Linked DNA regions of Zea mays: all the other regions are linked to region 1. The links are chromatin contacts, called in public Hi-C maps. All regions are on one chromosome and are shown on one strand. The core of a region is the stretch at or near the end of the contact, and the rest is flanking DNA. Distances in the headings are between cores, read along the strand shown. Region 1 holds the start of LOC103650267 (serine/threonine-protein phosphatase BSL2 homolog). Region 2 holds the start of LOC103650268 (Core-2/I-branching beta-16-N-acetylglucosaminyltransferase family protein). Region 3 holds the start of LOC100277210.

What was found. Hi-C and Micro-C count contacts between places; a contact is called where the count stands out from the background.
Region 2: a Hi-C map of leaf shows a contact between it and region 1, with 4 times the contacts expected there. The contact joins the promoter of LOC103650268 here to the promoter of LOC103650267 in region 1. A contact is called at or near these places in 2 of 25 Hi-C or Micro-C datasets (both in leaf).
Region 3: a contact with region 1 is called in a Hi-C map of leaf, with 4 times the contacts expected there. The contact joins the promoter of LOC100277210 here to the promoter of LOC103650267 in region 1. A contact is called at or near these places in 2 of 25 Hi-C or Micro-C datasets (ear and leaf).

What each region holds. Positions count from the first base shown.
Region 1 is chr3:112,524,089-112,528,790 of Zm-B73-REFERENCE-NAM-5.0, forward strand. It overlaps LOC103650267 (serine/threonine-protein phosphatase BSL2 homolog), which reads left to right and starts at 2,844. Exons shown (of 21, transcript XM_008675876.4): 1 at 2,844-3,246; 2 at 4,492-4,552. The coding sequence starts at 2,844.
Region 2 is chr3:112,321,141-112,325,842 of Zm-B73-REFERENCE-NAM-5.0, forward strand. LOC103650268 (Core-2/I-branching beta-16-N-acetylglucosaminyltransferase family protein) reads left to right here and starts at 2,397. Exons shown (of 2, transcript XM_008675877.4): 1 at 2,397-4,011; 2 at 4,562-4,702. The coding sequence starts at 2,876. The coding sequence ends at 3,961.
Region 3 is chr3:112,355,829-112,360,530 of Zm-B73-REFERENCE-NAM-5.0, forward strand. It overlaps LOC100277210, which reads right to left and starts at 2,655. Exons shown (of 4, transcript NM_001150845.2): 1 at 2,077-2,655; 2 at 1,581-1,744; 3 at 1,265-1,444. The coding sequence starts at 2,560.

The DNA.
Region 1 (4,702 bases), core at 1,594-4,093:
TGTGCTAACTCCTAATCAAGTTTTGTGGATTAAGTTTCAAGTTTTTACAGGATCACCTATTCACCCCCCTCTAGGTGCTCTCAACACCGGACAGTCTGGTGCCCACTAGAGTCTGGTGCCCACCGGAGTCCGGTGCACACCGGACATGCACTGTTCATTGTCCGGTGCCCTAGCCACGTCAGTTGACCGTTGGAGTCTGTAGCAGTCGACCGTTGGATCCGACTGTTACCCAGACTGTCCGGTGCACACCAGACAGTCCGGTGCTAAAGCCCGAGGGCGCCTGACTGCGGGCCCCTATGTGCAGACTGTCCTATGTCCCACCGGACATGTTACTGTTCACTGTCTGGTGCGTCACCAGTGCGTCGGCTGACTGCCCACTTCATGGATTTCTTCACTGTTTCCTTGGGCTTCTATTGTTCTTGAGTCTTGGACTTCTACGCTTCTTTTATGTCTTCTTTTGAGGTGTTGCATCCTCAGTGTCTTAGTCCAATCCTTTTTGCATCCTGTGAACTATAAATACAAACACTAGCAAACATATTAGTCCATAGGTTATGTTGATCATCAAACACCAAAATCCCTTTAGGTAAATGGACAGGGGTCCATTTTCCTTACATACATCTAGTTATTAGTATTATTGGGTAGGCATGCTAGTGCTCTACTTGGTTTAGGGGATAAAATTACACAAGAAAGATGGGTATTGTTTTGTTTGTTTGAATATTGCTATGTTCATATGAATGTTATTCTTTGGAAACTTGGATATTGTTGTGGATGTTGTTTTGTTAATTGTTGTACAAGATCACTATATTAAATTAGAACATTGGAGTGACAATCCGAGAAAACAGTGCAACCACAAGGACTACTATGGCTCAGGCCTTGGCTGATTAATCAGGGATGCTAGTTATAAATTAACCTTACTCAAAAGGGGCAAGAAGGGAGGTGTTGCTCAAGTTCGGATCGGTTCTCAAACTCGTTTGCTCTATGGTAGCTTATCAGTAGAGGGATGTCTCTACCACCTCGCCTGAAACCTTAGCGACTTTTCTCGTACTAGTGGATCTTTATAAAAGCCTTGTAGCGTTCTTATGCAATCACACATCAGATGTGTGATATTGTGCTTGACCAACACAACGTGGTTGGGTAAAAAGTTCTTTGAACTTTTATGTGACTTGTGGATAAAGATGCACAACCTCTACATAGTGTAAAACCGATATATCAGTCGTGCTCACGGTCAAGAGCGACTTGGATCCTCACATGATTAATATATGGAACTAAATTAAATGGAGTTGTAGGTGGTTTATTTTTGGTATTTAATTTATGATCTCTTTATTTAATTGAGAAGTTATAAACTTATACTTAAAAATTGCTAATAAAATTTAAAATGCGGAATGCTACATCTCCAGCCTTATCCTTGATAAGTCTTACACTACACTTTTTCTATACACTTGTTGAGTACCAACTATAAGTGTATCCATTCTTATTGTTGCTCAAAACGAGGATAACAAGATGAATATTACTACGAAGAATTTAAAGAGTTTTAGGATGTCGTCGCTACGGTTAATCTGCCTGTGTCTTGTTATCGGGATCATCGTTTTTTAGATTTTTCTATTTTGTTATTTTTGGAAAGACAACTTATTTGTATAATAAACTTTGTGACATTGGTTTTATACGCTGAGTCACACATGTGTGTAAAATTAATCCTAACACATATATGAGATGCATATGAATTTGTCATGAAATCCGAGTGTGACATCTTTGATAGGTTTGGACATTACCATTCAGTTGATTATGAATGCTTGAGCATGTAACAAACAAATGCTCAATAGAAGAGCTTCGGTACATTAAGAGATTGTTTGGTTTGAAGCATCAATCTATTCTAGATGAGGTAGTGCATCATGAGTTTATTGTATATATTTGGTGGAATGAACTCATTCATCATATTATTACTAATTATTAGTCTATGAGAAATAAAATGGTGATAGATCAACTCATCTTATTTCACAAACCAAACAAGAAACTGAGGAGTGAGAAGATTATGAATTATCTCATTCCTCAACCAAACACGATATAATCCTCTCATAAGCATTCTTACGGGCTCATTTGGTGACCAATGATCACGAGGATTGAAGAGGATTGAAGGAGAAATTAGTTTATTTCCCACTCAATCATCTCCAATTATCCCGTCGTCTCCTTGTGACCAAATCATTCCGTAAGAATTTCATAGCCGAGATTATGTTTGAGTTAAAAAAGTCACTCCTTAAAATAAAATGACACCTCTTGATAAAATACGACAAAATCTAAGGGTGAAAACGCGAGTGCCAGGCCAGCACACACAAAAAAAAAAGATCTTATGAAAATTCTTGACGCTATAGACACCACGAGTCCACGACACGGCGCCCTTTCCCTGTCCGTCCTCCGTCGTCTCCGCCGGCTCTTCTTCACTCCTCTTTTCCGCTGGAGTCCCCGATCTCCCCCGCATTTCCCACTCCCACTTCTAGCCTCCCCCACGCCCCCATCCTCAGTTCCTCACCACCACTTGCCCCGCCAATTCCCAAATCTCCCAGGGGCTTCTCCGCTTACCACCCCCGCCCGCTCGCGATCCCATCGCCTCGACCCGACCCGAGACTTGCTCGTCGCGGAGCGCCACCACCACGCCTCGCCGCCGGCGGCGAGTGGACAAGCCTAGGGCTTATCTACGGGTGATGGCGGCCGCGCCGGCCGCCGCAAGCTCGACCGTCTCCTAGGGCGGCGGTTACCCGAGGCTGAGCTCGTGCGCGCGCGTGGGGGGATCCTTGTGCTCAGCTCGCGAAACCCTAGGGGCAGCAGGAGGCGAAGCTTGCAGGGCGGCGATGGACGTGGACTCCCGCATGGCGACAGAGTCCGACTCCGACTCCGACGCTCGCGGCGGCGGGTCGGGGTCCGGGAGCGAGACCCCCACGGCGTCCGCGTCCGCGTCCGCGTCCCCGTCCACGTCCGCGCCCGCGCCCGGGACGCCCACGGCCGCGGCCGCGTCCCCGGGGCTGGTGGCGGGGCCCAGGCCGGCGCCGGGGTACACGGTGGTGGACGCCGCGATGGACAAGAAGGAGGACGGGCCGGGATGCCGGTGCGGGCACACGCTAACGGCAGTGCCGGCAGTCGGGGAGGAGGGCTCGCCGGGGTACGTGGGCCCGCGCCTGATACTCTTTGGTGGTGCCACCGCGCTCGAGGGCAACTCTGCCACGCCGCCCTCGCCGGCTGGGAGCGCCGGGATCCGTACGCCCCCTTCAACCTCAGCTTACTCCATGATTATTGTAGTTTCTTGAGAGATATGCGACAGGTTTGCTTGTTAATATCGCTTTGGAGTAGGAGCTGGGGAAAATCATGTTTTGTGATAGAATGCTTTAGTGGGTATGCTAGAGCGGATTTGTGGCTTTAGGGTTTCAGTCACTCCAATTTACAGTTCAGTGTAGTGGCTGTTGGACGTGCTTGCACTGATAGTTAGGATTAGGATAAAAACAAATAACTAGCTGGGAATTTGAACTGCTGTCTGATTTGAACGGTGATTATTACTGAGATGTCAAGGTACTATGCGGTTTGGTAATTCCATGTGTGCATGCTGTTACTTGGGGAACAAGTATGGTGCTTTTATATGGTTTGAGTTGCCAAGCTTAGTTAATGAACAAATAGTACTCTATTACTTTTTAATCGCAGTTACTTATCAAAGTAGAAATTTTATTACAGCTGTGGGACATTCTTGTATTGAGAATAATTAGGACATTATGGTTCTCTTTTACACCTATTTTTGCTGCCATCCATTTGCTTTAGCATTATGATTGTGTGGTAATAGAATTATTCAATTCAGTGTCCCCATATATTGGAATGCTACTATGGAATTTTTGCTATGGTCAGACATTATGGAGATTCATCGAACACTGTATAGCAAGCTTGCGAAAGGGCCTCTAGCGTAGCACCTCCAGGTCCCGGTTTCGATCCCGAACGTGGTGACTTTCTGGCTTGGTTAAAAAAATCCCCTCGTTGTGCCCCGCCCGCTCTCGGGTTACGTCCTGCTCGCCACCCTCCGGCTGGGCCGTTGCAGAGTGGCCGGACGGCCCGCTAGTGATGGGGGGCCAGGGTTTGGTAATTTTCTCGGCCGGGACCATGTTTAGGTCTCTTCTTAATATAATACCGGGAGGGCGGTCTTTCCCTCGCTGGCCGATATTATTATTATTATTATTTTTTTGTATAGTAAGCCTGAAGCAGTTACTAACTAGATTGAACTGTACTGCTTCAAAAGCTAAACCTGAACTGAAGTCAGGTATCTTCCAAGTTCTCTGAGGCATAACATTAGAGGGCCACATCTTTTATTGTACAAACTACTATACAAATCACTCACAACAATATTGGAAATGGTGCAGGACCTTAGCCAGTGTTGAAATGGAATTATATATTTATATCTCATTTATATGCAAAAGTTGACAAAATATTACCATAACCTTGTTTTCTGTATGGATGTCACAGGCCTTGCTGGTGCCACCGCAGATGTCCATTGTTATGATGTGTTATCAAATAAGTGGACCAGGTACAGTGTTTCAGAAATTTTCTGTATTCTGTGCAATGTGGTACTTAGATACTATGTTTTGTCGTTTTCTTATCCAAATTTGTTGAATCCTATGCCCATTTCTGCATATCATATTATCATCTACCACTTATTAGTTCAATTTGATCACAA
Region 2 (4,702 bases), core at 1,147-3,646, 200 kb before region 1:
GGGCAGGGGGATTGCTCACCTCGAGAGGAAACTCTGGAGCACCTGAGCAACGGCGGGGACGCAGGGTTGCCTTGGGTCGACGGCGGCGGGCTTTGACTGCACGGGGAGAACGCTGGTGAGCACGGACCGGGCAAAACAGAGAGACTTAGGGCAAACCGGAAGGTGTCCCGCGTTGCTGGCCGAGGCAACGGACGCGACAAACGCTCAACGACGGCCACGAAACGACGGCGAACCTTCGACGGAGTTCCACGGGCGCGTGCACAGAGCGAGAGAGAGAGCGAGGGAGTTCAGGTGAGAGCGCAACTGGGCGAGGGGAGTGAGTGCGTGGGCGTGGGCTGCAGAAAAGGGCTCGGGCGTGAGGGTCATGGCCAGAAAACGCGCGGTCGTGGGCGCGTCCACGACGAAGAGTGCGGGTAGGAGATTAGGGAAGAGGGGAGTGGCTGACAGGTGGGGTCCGTAGACCAGCGAGGGTGAGCGGGCGAACGGGCGGTCAGCGCTGACAGGAATGTCCCACCAAGCAGCGAGCGAGAGCGGCCACGAGCGCGGGTGGGTTGGCGCCGACAGGTCGGTCGCATCGGGCAGCGGGAAGGGAGAGAGGGAGAGAGAGCGCGCGTGTGCGGACGCAGGCGGTCGCTGGCAGGTGGGGTCCACCTGTCAAGCGACGAAGAAGCGCGCTGGCGTCCTGGCTAGGCCGAGTTGGGCCGGCTTGGGCTGAAATGAGTTTTTCTTTTTTCAGGGATTTTCTTAATGCTTTTCTTTTTATTTTCTCTAGGGTTTTCAAATCAAATTCAAACCAAGTTTCAAATTCAAACCCACTCAAACATGTGCATCAATTCAAAGAATATTCTAGGCTCAGCATGATGCAACAATTCATGACTCATATAGTTTTGACAAAGTAATTAACTAATCCCTCACTTAAGTAACCCAATTCTATTAAAAAGGAAGAGAGAGGGGTGACTAGAGAGAAAGACAATGATAACACTTGAATTTGGTACGCATTTAGAGAAGAAATTTTATACCCCTAAATTGAGGGTGTTATACTATAGATATGATATAAAAAATCATTCAAACTCAACACGATACGAAGCCATATGCAGTGTGACACTTTTATATAGTACCACTCCATTAAATGAAGGAGGACGAACGATCGAGTGAGCTATAAAGAAAGAGAGTCGAGTTTTTTTTCAACTCGTACCTTTTTCAACCTTTTGCATAAAGTAAATTATAATATTTATTTTTATTAATTTAATATTAATATCTGGTATATAGATCGTATATTTAATTTGATGTTAAATTTATTTACCCTCTAGACTGGCTTATTAGGTTCTCTTGTCAGTGACTAGAGATGGCAATGGGTACCCAAAACCCGAAACCCGATGGGTTTTTACCCCATTAGGGTACGGGTTTGGGTCAATTTTCATACCCATGGGTTTGTTAATGGGCATAAATCTATACCCGGCGGGTTTATGGGTACGGGTTTGTTCCTATAGTACCCAAACCCGTGAACCCGTGGGTTTTTTAAACCCGACCAAACCTAGTGCATATTGTCATTTTATTTTATAAATGACCAACAAACTTGTTATTCCTTATTTACTTCATAATTTTTATTAATTGATGAATGTATCAGTAGTCGATGAGAGTGTTGCTTGCTTGCTATTATAGTTTTTACTAGCGTTATATATGTGGTGGATGGATAACTTAGTGCAAGGTCACTTAATTATACAACTTATTATTTGTATTTCATTCTCTCTACTAATAATTTTTATACCAAATCATGAACTCGTTGTTCATTACATAGATTTTGGATCATGATCTCATTAATCATTACGATACTTATTGATTATGAGAAGAACAAGTATATTGGAGATGAAACCCACGGGTAACTCATGGGTACCCGCTAACCCGATGGGTACGGGTTTGGGCAAAATCTCAAACCCGTCATGGGTACGGGTTTTTAATGGGCATGGATATTTTTCACGGGTACAGGTTTGGGACGGCAAAACCCAGCGGGTTTATACCCGTTGCCATCTCTATCAGTGACACATCACTGCTAGTAACACCTGGCCCAATTCAATCAATAACACCACATTAAATATCATTGTATGCCATAACAATAATTAATACCATCAAATATAACAATAATTAATACCATCAAATATGATTATGTGCCTTATCAAACACAAGTACTTCAAAAGCATCCTGTTTATTTGACTTTAATCCCTACCCGTTTCTACTATTTTTATAGTATTTTTGTTTCTATAAATTAGAGTTGTACCGTTTTAAACACCTAACTTTAATCCGAACCAATAAGCTATTAATTATTATTGGATTTTAATGGGAATTGGGATACATCAAATCATTTAATTAAGATGATTGATTGCACGGATATTATATTTACGGATATTATATTTACGGTACCCCTTGTGTCCGGATAAAAGGCAGCGAGCGCCATCGTTCATCACTCCCTCGTCCCCCTTCCACTTTCCCCACCTCACCCGGTCACCCCTTCTCTGCCTCGTCTCCACTCCTCCCCCCGCCGCCCTCGCCCCAGAGCCCCGCCGCGCGATTGGGCTCTGCACCCTCCTCGGATCCGCTGCCGCACGTCGTCGCCAATCGACATTCCCCGTTTCCCTCCGCCGGTTCCCGTTGCTGCGCCTGCCTGCTTTACCCCCTTACCGTTTCCTGACCCTGTCCTGGTTCGCGGGTTTCCCGAATTCGCGCGCTCTTGCGGCGGCGAGATCCGGCCCGCTCGTCGTAGGGAGAGGGAGCCGACCGCTCCTGATCCGAGCCGCGCCCCGCGGGGGTTTCGTATCCCGTTCTCCCTTCTGGTCCGGCCACAGGATCGCAGTCGCAAGGCTGAGGAGCAGCAGGGGAGATGGCGCCGCCCTACGTGCTGTCGCTGCTGCTGCTGCTGGTGCTGTCCGTCCCGGCCGTCTTCCTCGTCGCGCCGCGCCTCATCCCGCCCCGCGCGCTCCCGGCCATCCCGGACGCCGACGAGACGGAGGACCTCGCGCTGTTCCGCCGCGCCGTGCTCCTCTCCGCCGCGCCCTCCTCCAAGGCCGGCGCTGGCCCCGCCTCCCCCTCGCGTTTCTTCGGCGCTGCCCACCGCCGACAGAGGAAGCAGAAGGTGGCCTTTCTCTTCCTCACCAACTCCGACCTCGTCTTCGCCCCGCTCTGGGAGAGGTTCTTCGCGGGCCACCACGGCCTCCTCAACGTCTACGTCCACGCCGACCCGGCTGCGGCGTTCGCCCTCCCGCCCACGCCCTCCTTCCGCGGCCGCGTAATCCGGGGGAAGGCCACCCAGCGCGCCTCCGCCACGCTCATCTCCGCCGCGCGCCGCCTCCTCGCCACCGCGCTGCTCGACGACCCGGCCAACCACTTCTTCGCGATGCTCTCCCAGTCCTGCGTCCCGCTGCGGCCCTTCCCGGCCCTCTACCGCACGCTCACCGCTGACACTGCCGGCCCGCGCGGCCGCCACCGCAGCTTCATCGAGATCCTCGACGCCGAGCCCACTCTGCACGACCGCTACTACGCGCGCGGCGACGACGCCATGCTCCCGGAGGTGCCCTACGAGAGCTTCCGCGTCGGCTCCCAGTTCTTCGTGCTCACCAGGAGGCACGCTGTCATGGTGGTCAGGGACAGGAGGCTTTGGAACAAGTTCAAGCTGCCGTGTCTCGTCAAGAGGAAGCACTCGTGCTACCCGGAGGAGCACTACTTCCCGACGCTGCTGGACATGCAGGACCCCGCAGGATGCACCAAGTTCACGCTCACCAGGGTGAACTGGACCGACTCCTTTGACGGCCACCCGCACACGTACCAGCCGGAGGAGGTGTCCCCGGAGCTCATCAGGGACCTCAGGAAGTCCAATGGCACATACTCCCACATGTTTGCGCGCAAATTCGCGCCTGGATGCCTTGCGCCGCTCATGGAGATTGCCGACTCTGTCATTCTCCGTGACTAGGCTGCTTCTTAGCATCCCTCCGTTTGCATTGCACGACCGGAAGAGCTGAGGTAAATAACGTCCTGCATTTGTTCCAGTTTCTACTGTGCCAAGTTTCGTTAGGTTGCAATGGAAAACAGAGAGCACGGATAGGAAATTGATCATAATCAGGGGGTGTGTTTGATTCAAATAAATCCTTTCAACTGACTTACAGAAACGTTATTAACCTCTCATATTAAGACTGTAGAGTGCGGTAGTGCCTTACCACCTTACGTATTCACACAAAAAACTTTTGGAACCGTTAACTTGCAAGAGTAATAGCTTAGTAATTGTATTAAGTTGGGCATTTCATATTTGGTTGCATCTGGGTTTATTTGCTTCAATGCATATATTTCGTAAACAAAACAGATAGTTGTAGGATGTTACCTTACTTCTTCACATTCACATGCTTGCAGACTGTTTAGCCTGTAGAAGAACATAACGTAGTATTAACTCTGATAGCATGCAGAAGATTGCAAGACCATATTTGCCGCTGTATGGCCCATTTCTTGGTCTTAAGCTGGGGGGTCATGGATCAGGTTCATGAAAAGAATATAACGGAAATTTCGTATTCCCCTGCAGGGTTGTGATGTGATGAACAAGCGTAAGCTGACCCCATCCATCCCCCCTTTGGAATTCTTCAGCACCGAACCTACCTTGTTCTTCTGCACCTGCAGTTGCTCTTTGGCAAAAGATCGATGCCACGCCTCGGAGGGTACGGTG
Region 3 (4,702 bases), core at 1,405-3,904, 170 kb before region 1:
AAAAAGTGCTTTTACACTATTCATAAATTGATATATTCATAGTTAGTTTACTGCAGTGACTATTAGAAATTCAGAAGCAAAAGGTGGAAAGATTCATTCCCGTGTGAGTAAAGCGGTACTGACATTTCAAATTTCATCGATAGGATTCAAATACCATGATCAACATATGGCAATGAATTTATATGGACTCTGTTGCCTCCAGTATATCAAGTAGCACAGAGTAAATTGATAAAGAAAAAAGGAAAAAAGAGGCAGTGACTAGATAAGAACTAAGACATCACAGCCAATTTTTTTACAGTTTTCTACAAGATCTGACTGTAGCAGAAAAATTACTGAATGACACGAAGATAAGGATTGTACATGAATCAGGAGAAAACAGTAAAATTAATGATATGGTTTCAGGATCTCAGATCAGTTCATATTTCCATACAAGAAATGAATGTGCAAGTCACAGCATAAAATATAACAGTGTCCTATTAAGCTTGTGCCAAATTTAAAATACAATTCTCTTATTACAAGGCATAAAAATATTTACCTATAAATATATTATAACTTTAATTTCCTACTATCGTATCAATGATACTATTAAATATTGTTTCATGACTTCTTTTGTGGACTCATTAAAAAGTGAAACGAACAAAAAAAGAACGGGTCAAAAACAAACCATAAAAGGATGCTACCAAAAACAAAAAATGCAATGGAGAACAACAAGGACCAGAAACCAAAAGCAGAGGAAGATTCAAAATCAGGCTAAATAAAGAAAAAAAATAAAAAAGACAAAACTAATAAACTCTATGATTTAATATTGGGTCAGATGAGATAAGATAAAGATTTATACTATTATATTTTTCTATTTGGGTTAGGATTCCAGGTTACTCAAGAGAGGATTCTATTAGGATTAGGATTCCTAGCTATCTAGTCAAGAAGTCATGTAAGTGTCATATAAAAGAGGAGGGCAGAGGGCTATAGATAAACGAATAGAGACTGTTTTGGGAGGACCATACCCAAAAAAATGGTTAAGATCTTTTGGCTCTTTAATATTGTATATAAATATTAGGCATAGTTTAGAAGAGAAAACAATCATCATGTGATAAACCATGTAATGTTGGAAGAACAGATCCATAGACTGGTACAACTACAGACTAAAATGTCAATATCATCTGTCCATTATTTTTGTAACAGTTGTAGACTGTGGACCCAAATGCATGATCATGCTAATAAAACCAACAATTACTCCCAGTAATTACAGAAAAGAGCATATTACCTGTGTATTCTCTAGATTTTTGTAGTCCTCAATGAAATGTGTAATAACTGGAGTCGGTATCACATAACCTATGTTCTCCGCATCTTCATGTTTAAGAGACTGAAAAGCTATACCGACACATTTTCCCCTATCATTAAAAGCTGGGCCACCTGAATTTCCTGAATTAATAGCTGCATCTATCTATTAACAAGACAAGGTATTAGACACGTCGGTGAGCCGATAAGTCATGATTTCTCAAAATATTTACTTCACTTGCAACATCTATCTTTATAAAAAGATTTATTTGAAGTTATCATAATTTCAGAAAAAAATGTACCTGCAATCCTAGAAGTTCTATAGAACCATGAACATATAAAAGCATTTCTATCCTAGAGACCACTCCACTTGTCACGGATATGGTATCTCCTCCAATTGGATAGCCAACAACAGTAACTGCATCCTGAAGGACTGGTAATGTTCCAAACTCAATAGGTGAAACTCCTTCCCAGAATTCATCATCATTGACAGTTAAGAGCGTTGAGACAGATACAACAAACGAATAATATCAAATTAGATTGCATAAGCAACATGAAAAATCAACTGTATGATAAGTACCATGCCATAACTCAAATGATGCTATAGCCTCAGAAGTTTCATAGATACCATAAAAAATGATCTTGGTGTATTTCTCTAAGAAAACAATAAAGAAATTACTATGCATCCGATTTTCACGACTACAATGGACAAACCCAACATCACAATAAGAAGAAAAAAAACTAAGAGTAAGAAATAAACAATGGAGACAGTGGCAGGGATGGGGAGAGCGGTCGCACCAATGTCGCACTCTGTGCCGATGGCCAGGACGGTGGCAAGGTACTCCACGGAGTGAGCATTGGTGAGGACATGGTGGCCGCTGATGATAAATCCGCTGCTGCTGGAGCAGTACTGCCGCTTCCGCTGCCACGGTAGCGAGATGTTGGGCTCCGTGTGCACGCAGAACACCTTGACCACAGCGTCCATGCATGGCACTACCCTCACCACCTCATCCCAGCTCGCGGGGCCTGACTCTGCCACTGCCACCACATCGCCTCCGTTTGCCACCGGCTTCGGCTCCCCGCGGCGGGGTGGAGATGGAGGACGCGTGGCGTCCACGTCGGCGAGGGCCTCATGACGTCGCGGCTTGCGGCCACGGCGCCCAGCCGGAGCGGGGGCGACCGAGGGAGAGGGGGAGGAGTGGTCGGGGGAGGGCGGCGATGCCTTGGGCTTGCGCCCCCGCTTGTGCTTGTGCTTGTTGGAGGCGGAGGAGGGATCGTCCATGGCGGCGGGCTAGGGTTTCGCCGCGAGGAGGACGAGCCGAAGTGCCGAACCGAGGAAGATGAGGAGTGTCGGCTCAGTTTGAGGCGGGCCGTGCAGGCCGAATTGGGCTGGATTGATTCAGGGTTCCACTGTTTCACAGACTGTAGTGTTTTTGTCAGTTGTTTGCGCATCGTGACGTTCCATTGTTTAGAGGTTGAACTTAAATCTCATCCTGGATTGATTTAGGTTTTGTTTTTTTTCTTTTTTTATTTCTTTTTCTAAATTTGAAATACATTTTTAAATAACCCTACAATTCATAGTAATTAAACAAAAATTATTTATAAATAAAATATTAATTTTTGGGCTAATACTTATTATATTTTTTTTATTTACTAGGATTTTCATTTAAGAAGAAATGTTATTCAATAACCAAAAATCAATCATGCGCAATAAAAGAATTATTCCAAATGCAAATACATAACAAACACTTAAAAGAATCAATCATGGTCGCTAAAAATCATGTTTACTTGTTTTAATTAATTTTTAGTCACTAACATCTACAGGTATGTTCAGGCTATAAGATTTGATAGTGATCCTTGCTCTATAGCGACCCACCGCTAGTCCCCGACGACATCTATAGCGACCAACCATAAGTTGTTATATTTCTAGACTTTTAGCGACCAATCGACCGTTGCTACAAAAGGATTTAGCGACTGACCGTCGGTCCATAACCTTTAGCAACCAATAGTTGGTACCTAATAAGGGTCACTAAAGATCAACCGTCGTGTAGTGAAAGGTAAGACAGAATCGAGAAAAGTATAGAAAGAATCAGAGTAAGGTAAGTAGGTAATGGTTATGTCCATTTCTATCTAGGTTTCGTCCTATAGTCAACATTGCTCTGATACCACTTCTGTCACACCCGGGTTTCGGGGCACCAAGACCCGGGCGCGAACATAATCACCAGGTGTGCTGGGACCAAGTCTCACACATATGATGAATCATGGAACAGGATCGAATGTCACATTTTTACTACTTAACAGGAATTCTATACAAAATAAATAATTACATTATAAGGAGACAACGGTCCATCAACCCAAAGTTGACTGGGAGACGACGGCCTAGACCTCTCCGAACTCGCCACAGCATCCTCCATGCGCCTCATCCTGCGGTACCTGTTCTTGACCTGTGTGGGGGGGTGTGAGACAGCAAGAGAGAGCTCACATACGTTCATCGCTCAACAAGTTGTGGGGAATAATGTGCATGAACTCGCCAAAGGTGGGAGCTCACGTGAAGTGTAAGGCTTACCAAAGAGGATGGTTAGAGCTGAGCATTGCTTTTAAAGTTGGTGAAAATTTTATTAGCAATTACTAAGTATAAGTAAATACCAACCCAATTAAGAAAAGTAATAACATCACCTGCGATGCAATGCATATGACAAATTGAATTTAGTTCCATAAATTAATCATGTGAGGGTCCGAGCTGCTCATGACCGTGAGCACGGCTAGTATACCAGTTTTACACTGTGCAGAGGTTGCGCATCTTTACCCACAAGTCATGTTACCCATCTGCCAAGGGATCGCGACTTCCCATACACCTCTACCGAGGAGGCGAGGCAGGGTAACACTACGAGGCCTTTACAAAGTTCCACTAGCTTCAGAAAACCCGCTACAGTTTATAGGAAGCTCCAATGCAGGGTTCTTGCCTGACCGCCATCGCAGCGAAATCAACCAAGGACCTCCCTACACTGACCACTCCCTTACTGCCCTTGCCCCTTTCGGGTAAGGTAGTCCTCCACTAGCTTTCCTAATTAATCAGCCAAGGGCGTCCATAAACCCTTGTGGTAGCACTGTTTTCCCGGGTGGTCGCTCCATATTCCAATTAACATAATGATCTTATCATGAACAGTGATAATAAACAGATAATAAAAGTATAATCGTGAACAATGTATCTTCATACCCAAAACCACATAAAGCACTAGCAAGTACTACCCAAAAAGTTCAGTGGTAAACAAGGTATAAAGATAGACAAACTAGGGTAACCTATTGGGTCCCATCAAAATTAACCTATGCAGATCATTATGATTAATCAGAACATGGCTGGGTAAAAAGAAGTGATCAAGGGCACAACTTGCCTTCAATGAGCTCCTGCTCAGCTACTTCTACT